3 separate regions of the Mus musculus genome follow, and regions 1 and 2 are each linked to region 3. Evidence: chromatin contacts called from public Hi-C and HiChIP or PLAC-seq data. All regions are on one chromosome and are shown on one strand. Each heading gives the region's core, a stretch centred on a gene start, on an enhancer-like site or on the middle of the called end of the contact. The rest is flanking DNA. Distances are from core to core; before and after follow the strand shown.

What was found. A called contact is a pair of places that touch in the nucleus more often than the background predicts. HiChIP or PLAC-seq counts read pairs in DNA pulled down with a chosen protein or histone mark.
Region 1: a contact with region 3 is called in an H3K27ac HiChIP or PLAC-seq map of large pre-B cells, with 4 times the contacts expected there. The contact joins two enhancer-like sites. A contact is called at or near these places in 3 of 39 promoter capture datasets (cranial neural crest, hippocampal neurons and liver), 2 of 115 datasets of contacts at active chromatin or transcription factors (VIP interneurons and large pre-B cells) and 2 of 9 other capture datasets (adipose tissue and pancreatic islet).
Region 2: a Hi-C map of CD8 T cells shows a contact between it and region 3, with 2.1 times the contacts expected there. The contact joins the promoter of Memo1 here to the enhancer-like site in region 3. A contact is called at or near these places in 3 of 39 promoter capture datasets (the C10 cell line, cranial neural crest and hippocampal neurons), 6 of 484 Hi-C or Micro-C datasets (CD8 T cells, Th1 cells, cerebral cortex and 3 more), 3 of 115 datasets of contacts at active chromatin or transcription factors (effector CD8 T cells, large pre-B cells and memory CD8 T cells) and 2 of 9 other capture datasets (embryonic stem cells and pancreatic islet).

What each region holds. Positions count from the first base shown.
Region 1 is chr17:73,359,732-73,362,431 of GRCm38.p6, forward strand. It overlaps Capn13 (calpain 13), which reads right to left. Exons shown (of 23, transcript NM_001033444.2): 5 at 664-800. Among named protein-coding and RNA genes, the nearest start is that of Capn13, 38 kb to the right of the region's middle. Within about 2 kb of position 1,315, at least 36 of the 459 cell types and tissues checked have an H3K27ac peak or open chromatin away from gene starts, as enhancers often do.
Region 2 is chr17:74,293,447-74,296,146 of GRCm38.p6, forward strand. Memo1 (mediator of cell motility 1) reads right to left here and starts at 1,417. Exons shown (of 9, transcript NM_133771.2): 1 at 1,246-1,417. The coding sequence starts at 1,306.
Region 3 is chr17:73,811,883-73,814,647 of GRCm38.p6, forward strand. All of the region lies in intron 1 of Ehd3 (EH-domain containing 3), which reads left to right. Among named protein-coding and RNA genes, the nearest start is that of Ehd3, 8.4 kb to the left of the region's middle. Within about 2 kb of position 1,294, at least 55 of the 459 cell types and tissues checked have an H3K27ac peak or open chromatin away from gene starts, as enhancers often do. A contact at or near this core is called in CD8 T cells, Th1 cells, effector CD8 T cells and 1 more, where this site is marked.

The sequences.
Region 1 (2,700 bases), core at 65-2,564, 450 kb before region 3:
TCCTAAACAATATAGTATTACAACTTTTTGCATAGGGTTTACATCATGTTAGATATTATATATAATATATATGTAGATGATTTAGGGCATATAGGATTATATAGTTTATATGCAAATACTATTCTATTTTATGGAAGGATGTTGAGCATTGCGGTTTCTAATACCCATGGGAGGATGCTGGAACCATTCTAGTTCAAATGCCATATTTCATCTGGATTCTTATATCTGTCTATCATCTATGTTACATGAGCTTGGGGCTACCGATTCCACACCTAACTCTGTGTCTGTGTGTCCCTCCTCACAGCCTCAGGACCAAACCTTGCATTTGGCAATCACTTACGAAATTGTTTCGCTTTGTAACAAAAGCTTTAATGCTCAAATGGACATTGTTTATTTATTTGTTTTGATACAAGGTTTCACTAGGTAGCCATGGCTGGCCTGGGTATCACTTTGTAGACCAAGTTGGCTTCAAAGATATGCCCCATTCAGTTTCCCAATGCTGGGATCAAAGGTGTGGGCCACCCCCCTCCACCTTCAGGACATTAATTGCATTGATAAAAGATATTCAAGCTGCAGGGCCAGGGGGCAGGAAGCATCTGTAAGGGCAAGACACAGGGCAGGTGAGCCAACATTGAAACAGGGCAGACACTTGCCCACACTTACTTGGCATAGGCTTTCTCCATCAGGCAGGGCCAAAATTCCTTGTTGCCTCCTCGAGGATGCACAAAAAGGAAGTTATCGCCTATGACGGGCAATTGGTCATCTATCACTACTTCCACCCACTGGCCACACTGCCAGAACTGGAAGAAAGACGAGGATATGTGTGAGGTCCCTGAGCTCCTGTGTCTCAGCATTGCCCTGCCCCTGGGATATCTTCCCCCCTCAGACACAGGAGCTCAGTAAGGGGCTTCTGCATCTTTCCGACCAAGGCCAAAATATTGTTGGAACACAGCTTCTATCACCCAGCAACAAACTCCATCCAGAGCAAAACCCAGCCCAAAGGGCATATGTATGTCATCTCCAAGGGCAAAAGGAAAAACTAGTGTGGTACAAATCAAGAAAGAAAAGGGCAAGCAGCTCAGGGAAATCCAGGCAGGGAAGAAGGATGCGTGGGGTGTACTTTGCAATTAACTGTAGCTTTATTTTGACATATCCTTTGTGAGCTTCAAACAGACACAGGAGACTCCAGATCTTTTTTTGCACACACAGGGCAGCAGGGGGAACATATGTTAAATAACAAGAGGAGTGGCAGGTACAGGGCTGTGACAAGGCAGGACAGCTGACCCAGAGCTCAGGGCTCTGGGAAGGAAGCATGACAGGCATATTGCAAATGCACCTCAAATAATGAAGACAGAATGGGCGGAAGGCCTGGAGGCAGAACTCTGTGGCTGGCTCAGGAGGACTGAACAGTGACAGCCTAACTCTGACCTTTCTGTCCTCGTGTCACACTGGCCTTGCTATTGTAAGAGAGAAGTGAAAGTGCCCAGCGCTCTTACTGCTAAGAGCATAAATGTGCCAGATGTTCCTCTCCAAAGCAGACCACTTTCATCTTTAGTATTCAACTCTAAGCGGTTCACCCGGGGACATCAGCAAATGAGGAACATTCATTACAAAGCCAGCCTTCTAAGTGTCTTTGTTGGTTTCCATTGGACTGGATGGAGCATCAGGACTTGCAGTGTAGGGCTGAATTGGATGAGGGTATGTCTCTCCCAGGGGAGCTTGCTAAAGTGGGTGGATGTGAGTGTTCACCCACACCACCCTTTGCAAAGCTGGATGACTCAGGATGGTCGTACACACCGGAGGACACGATAACAGAGCAGGGATGGAGACAGAGACTGAGATGTCAGTGGAAACAAGGAAAAGATGTTTTCATGGTCTTTAACAAGCCAGGGTACTACAACTGGCTGTGATACAACTGGATGAATGGTCCTCCTGAAGCAACCAGTAAGCTGTGTTGGAATAAAGTTCGGAAAATAGGGATGCTATTGAGGGTCATTAAGGAAAGTTAATTATAGTCCCAAAGGGTACTCAAGAAGGCCATTCATTCAACTTTGGACTACTTGTGTATAGATAGAGTGGATACTGTCCAGTTGGTAGAATGGTGCCTGGTGTTTGGTTTTTGCCTCTTATTATTTAATAACAGTTACTAGGCAACACACTTACTTTATCTTGAGTCAGTTCCCATTTGTCAAATGGTAAGATAAAAGAATTACCTAGAAGGCTAAGGTTGAGATCAAATGAGACTGAGAGGGACAGTGTGATTCTGAGGAACTGTGACTTATCAACTTTTATGACTGTTCTGTTTAGCACCCAGAAAGGCGTCATGATAAACAAACAAGGGTGCTCTGGGACAAGGGGGCCGGTTTTGGCCAGTTTTATCTTAGGAATCATGATCATCTCATTCTTCTCTCATTACTAGGACTGATCAAACATGCTTTTTCTATGCAAGAACACCGGATAGAATGACTGTTGCCAGGTGTGTGTGTGTGTGTGTGTGTGTGTGTGTGTGTGTATTTTATAAAGTATTGATATATGTGCATAAATAATATTCAATATAGACAAAAAAGTAAGCTGACTGATGGTCAGGAATGTAGCCATGGCCTGTGTTTCCTGGGTGAAGAAGATAGACATATGGATAGTACTTAAACCCTTCAAAAACCATGCAGGTGTGCTTGACATGGAAAGAATTTTTCTGGGCAA
Region 2 (2,700 bases), core at 167-2,666, 480 kb after region 3:
ACCTGACTTACACAATTCCTATTTTACCACAGGCCTAGTCTGGGGTGCAGCACTAAATTTCTGTTTCCCCATATACTGGCACAAGAACTGACATTCTCAGGTAGTGAGAACTGATTAAAAGTCTATGAAGTACTTCAGGACCATAAAATGTCATACTTATCTAACGCAAAAACTACAGCCACCTGTTAGCAGTAGTTCCAAACCCAACCATGTCATTCTTTTGTGTCTTAGCAGGGCAAATCCGCTGTGGACCAACAAGATGCATGTACTTCTGCAGCTGGTTGAACAATCTCAGGGAAAAAAAAAAAACTGCCTTCCAGATTTTCCGTTTTCCCAAAAGAATCATGTCACTATCCAACCCTAGTACTTGCAAAGGGAAATATGGTTAGGGCCAGTTGCTGAGAAGCACAGATGGCCTAGAGACCAACAGGAATCACGGAGGAACTTTTCTTTGTTACCAAAGCAGAAATGTGACCCCTGAAAATAATCTCAGAAAACAATCCTTGTGAAGAGAGTTGTACTGGAGGGAAACGGCCCTACCCTTTCTCACCCAAAGAACTACACATGGTTTTTTGAAGACAGTGCAGACAAAATTCTCTCAAAACGTAAGCTAAACTAGGCAGGTCGTCCAGCCCCGGCTCGGTGCTGAACACAGGATACCAAAGAGGTTGCTCAGGAAAAGTGCTGATGCCATCTCCAGCTGCCCCTAAATGACAGTAACAATGCAAACACTGACAAAAGACCTTGGAGGCCACCCAGAGCCCCTGCCTGGCAGCAGCTCTGCCCGAATCTCCACGTACAAAGCGACAAATCCCCCCGAGAGGCCCAGGTCTGACAGATCTTCCAAGCGAGAGAGACCAAGAGTAGCAACACGAGAGATAGGGTAGAAAAAGTACTGCCTGTCACTCCTTCCAGGGGCGCTGGGTGCCCCAAGGGTGGGAGCAAAAACTGCGGTCCCCTCGGCCAGCCTCTGGCAACGAGGACCGCGCCAACTCGTCCTTCCCCACCGCAGAGGCCGTCCGCGGAGCCGCGGAGCCCGCGCTCGCCCTGGCCGGGGCCGGCCGGCAACTCCTCGCCCAACTCCGCGGGCGCCAGGCCGCCTGCCCGAGCGCCGGGTGGGGGAGGCGGCGCGGCCCGGCCCCGATCCCTCGGCACGCGGTCAGCGCCCTCCGCCCGCCGCCCGAGTCCCCGCCCGCCGGGCCCCGGCTGCCCAGCTCGACCACCCCGGCGGCCTGGCGCCCTTACCTGAGGCGGTGTACCAGCTCCCGGCGTGGCTGGCTTCCCGGCAGACCACTCGGTTGGACATCTTGGTGCCTGTGCCGCCTATGGTGCACGAGGATGAATGAGGAGGCGGCGGCGGCGGCGGCTCCGCGAGGGGACGAGACGCCGCGGGCCCAGCCCAGGAGGAGGCGGCCGCGGGGAGGGGACCAGCCCGGCCCAGGAGGAGGAGGAGGAGGAGGAGGAAGAGGAGGAGATGGCAGCCAGGGCGGAGGGCGGCAACAATCACCACAAACTCCGCCGGCCGCCGGAAGATGGGGCCCACGGCGGCTTTACCCTAGCCGCGCGGCCGCGGAGTCGCCGCCGCCGCCGCCGCCCCTACCCCTGCCCGAGCTGCTTCCGCGAGCCGCCCCCCGGCCACGCCGCGCGCGGCCTGCCGAGCCTCCCGCTGACCCCACCCCCGTGACTCCGCGCCCTTCCCCACCGCCCCGCCCCGCCCCGCCCCCACCACCGAGGCCTCCCTCCCGCCGCGCGCCCGCCGGCCCCGCCCCGCCCCGCGCCTCCGCCCGCCGTGCCGCGCGCTCAACGGCGGAAGCGGGACCGGCCCCGCGCCATCCCGGGTCGGGAGGCCGCGAGCCGGAGGGCGGCGGCGATCGGTGCCACCTCCCCCCCAACACACACACACACAGCCCGGGGCCGGGGCCTGAACCCGGGAAAGGCAGAGCCTGGGGAGCCCACGCGTCCTTACTCGCCGCTCTACCGGGGCCGGCCCACTGAGCATGCCCAGCGCCGCGGCCGGGCCCGCCGAGGAGGCTCAGCGTGCACGCTCCGCTCTCCGGGGTTTAGCGCCAGCAGAGGCTGGGGGCAGGGCGCGGGGCGCAGGACGCAGCCGCGAGGCGGGGTGAGCCCCTTCCCCCCCCCCCCCCCCCAGCCGCCTGGCTTGTCCCCGTGCGCCGCTGGCTCAGCACACACAACACACACGCGATCGCTGCCTGCCGAGTCCCGTCGGGGTTCCCCCTTCCCCGGCGTCCTTGGTGGGGTTCCCACCCTCGGGGTATCGCCCAGGAATGCAAGTCTGGGGCCACGCCGCGAAGTTTCGCTGGCAGAGACATCGCGCTGCGAGGCGTACTGGGATGGGAGAATATGGGGGGGTGGAGGACCGACCCTGTCAAAATGTAACCTTCGCTTCCCAGGCTCGCCCCTTACGACCTAATGTCTTCGACACAGTTAAATTTACTAATTGTATTTTAGGTATAACTGCAATGTGGCAAAGATTGTCTCAGTTATTTCCTACTGTGTTAAATGGGGGTGACGTTCGTGAGGGAGGGGTACCAAGGATTATGAGTTAATGCGTATGAGGAACCAGACGGGGTAAGGAATACTACAAATGTCACCCTTCACTTATAAAATCCCAGTATTCCACGTAAGTATTCCACGCAGCAAAAGAATTCCTTTACCAGTTGGGTAGAATCACAAAGGAAG
Region 3 (2,765 bases), core at 44-2,543:
GGCTGGGCAGTGTCACCCTTTGTTCATCTGCTGAGTACAGCATGTCTTCCAGAGCTGGAATCTGAGACGCCTTCTAAAGAACATTAGCTCATTGCCGCTGTGGCCTCATTCATTCTGGGCATTTTTGAGGCTGCCTCAGAATGGTTCTTTCCATCCCTCTAGTTCAGCTGTCCCATCCACACTCTGCTACACCTCCTCGATGGGTCTGCATTAGGACATGGAGCAGCCGACATCGACTGACCCAAATCAGCACAAAGATTCTCACAGGGAATCCGGCCTTACTGTTTCTCGGTGTCCTTTTGAAAACCACAGGGTCAAGACCTGCTCCTGCCATCTGATAGCAAGAGCATATGCATATAGATCATACACATATACATATGCATATACATATATACCTGCAGTCACTGAGGCTGAGTGAACAGCCAGGGGCTGAGTTTCTGGAGACATGTATTCCCAAGTTTGTGGGTCCCAGGCCCTGGCTCTAACCAGCTTCTTGCCAAACGATATACTTTTGGAGCTTATATCACGTTTTGCTTCTAGTTCCATGTGGGGATGCAGGGCATCATTGTTGGCCTGTCCCCAGAGGTGGATGCATTTCCAGGAGAAGGCTTAGGTCGTGAGAGGAGACAGTGGCTATGGTCATGAGAGGCATTGGTGTTAAATCCAAATGCCAGGCTCAAATCCTAGGCTATCTGTAACTGATGTGCACATGGGGCAAATTAACTTTGGTCTCTTCCCCTTTAAAATAAGAAAAGATGCTCTGTAAAGGGTACCAGTTGAATAAGTAACACATGTAACTCATCTAACTTCCACAACAGTCTACAAGGTAGATTTACTCCCAAGGCCAGCAGTTCTCAACCTGTGGGTCATGACCCCTTTGGGAGTTGAGCAACCCTTGGTCACCTAAGACCATCGGAAAACACAGATATTTGCATTGCAGTTCATAACAGCAGCAACATTACAGTTATGAAGTAGCAACAAAACTAATTTTATGGTTGGGAGGACACTCCAACATGAACGGTGTCATACACAACATGAATTAAAGGGTCACAGCCTTAGGAAGGCTGAGAACCACTGTCCTAGGTGGCATTTGACAGAGGGGATCATCATGCTAACAGCCCACTGGATATGAATATTAGACGAGATGACCATAGAACAGTTAGAACAATGTCTGGCATATTACAGGCAAGAAGTAAGCCTGAACTAGGATGCCCTGTGTGGTGGAGGGAGGTACTGAAGCCACGGTGTTTACAATAGGTACCCTCTAAAGGGCATACTCGTCATAGAAAGCCCGGGGTCCTGTCTCACTCAGGAAGTTCTCAAGGGAAAGGTTCACCAAGAGAGCGGAAAGCACAGTCCTATGTGTGGCTTTGTTTTTCTCTGATCGCAGCTCCACCACAGGCTCTCAAAAGGATGTTCTGACTGGAAGAAATCCCTCCTTGATACTCCCAGTTGCTAGACTGGAATAGTAGAGGTTAGAGGGGATCCCCAAGGCAACCCACGACTTCAAAGGCTCCCCCACACTGCTGCTGTCATTAGTCTCTGAGCAGATCAACAGCTTCCTCTGGGGTTGAGGCTACTGCAGCTGCTCCACGGGCTCCTTGGGGACCAGGTCCATAGCAACCCCACCCAGGCAACATGGGATAGTTTCCTGAAGGCACAGCTAGCCTGCTGGGGACCCAGAGGAAACCCAGTAGGTCTCCTTGGATCCTGCCCACCCTAGAGAGGCAACGGATGGCAAGGAGCTCAAACTTGAGCCAGGGAGACTGGACTTTGCCTGGGCCTTGGTGAGCTTTCTGGGAGGTGATTTCTTAGAGGAATCAAAGATGGGAGAAGAGCAGCAGCAATGTCTCCCTGCTGGGGGTGGGGGCATGGGTTCCAGCCCTAGTACTTGAGAAAGTCACATAACCCTTCTCAGCTTCCTCGGAGCCTACCTCAAGTGCCACTGTGGGGAACAGAAGACAGTATAACCAGACGTTCTGAATAAAATGTGACACTCAGAATTGCTGTTATATGTTAGCAGTTATTATTAAGAAAATGACAGGGTTGATACAGAGACCACTATAATGCCCTGGCTGTGTGTTTGAATCATCTGGGAACCTTATAAAGAGTAGCACTACTAAGGTCTTGACCAAGAAGGTTAGAAACATCAGAGTAGAGGCCCGAATCCATCTGCTGATACTCCTCAAGTACTAAGGACCAGGAAGCTGGGCCTCTGTGGTTCTCATTGTTCCTGAGCCCTCCCTCTGTAGGTTTGCGTTTCTCAGGCAGCATCCTTTAGTGCCCAGCACAGATGCTCCGGGACTGTCCTCTGTCTGCCCAGTCCTATCCAAGGGTAGCTCCATGCACTGTTTTTCAGTCTAGCCACCCCCCACCCCCTGAAACACACTGTGTTCAAACTTGTCCAAGAATCCTAAAGGGCTCTGTTCTCCATCATCCTTAGTGACTACTCCCTGGCTACGCATGCTCCCTTTCTCTTTGCCTCTACAAGGGGCAACAGAGTTGGGGAGGCAGGTGGCCTTGAGTTCTCTCTGCCCAGCCGAGAAGAGCAGAGAAGTATAGTCATGCCATGACACTGTCAGAGTTTCGGAAGCAACCATCCTCCTGCTCCCTCAGGAGTGCCATCATCAGGGATGAAAATAAATGGTTGCAGGTGGTACCATTCAGAAGTCCACTCCTGGCACAGTAGCCAGGGAACAGAAGAAATTCTGAAGATCCCATTGGCCAGTCTCCTAGTGGGACAGACCATGAGGTTCAGAGCAGGG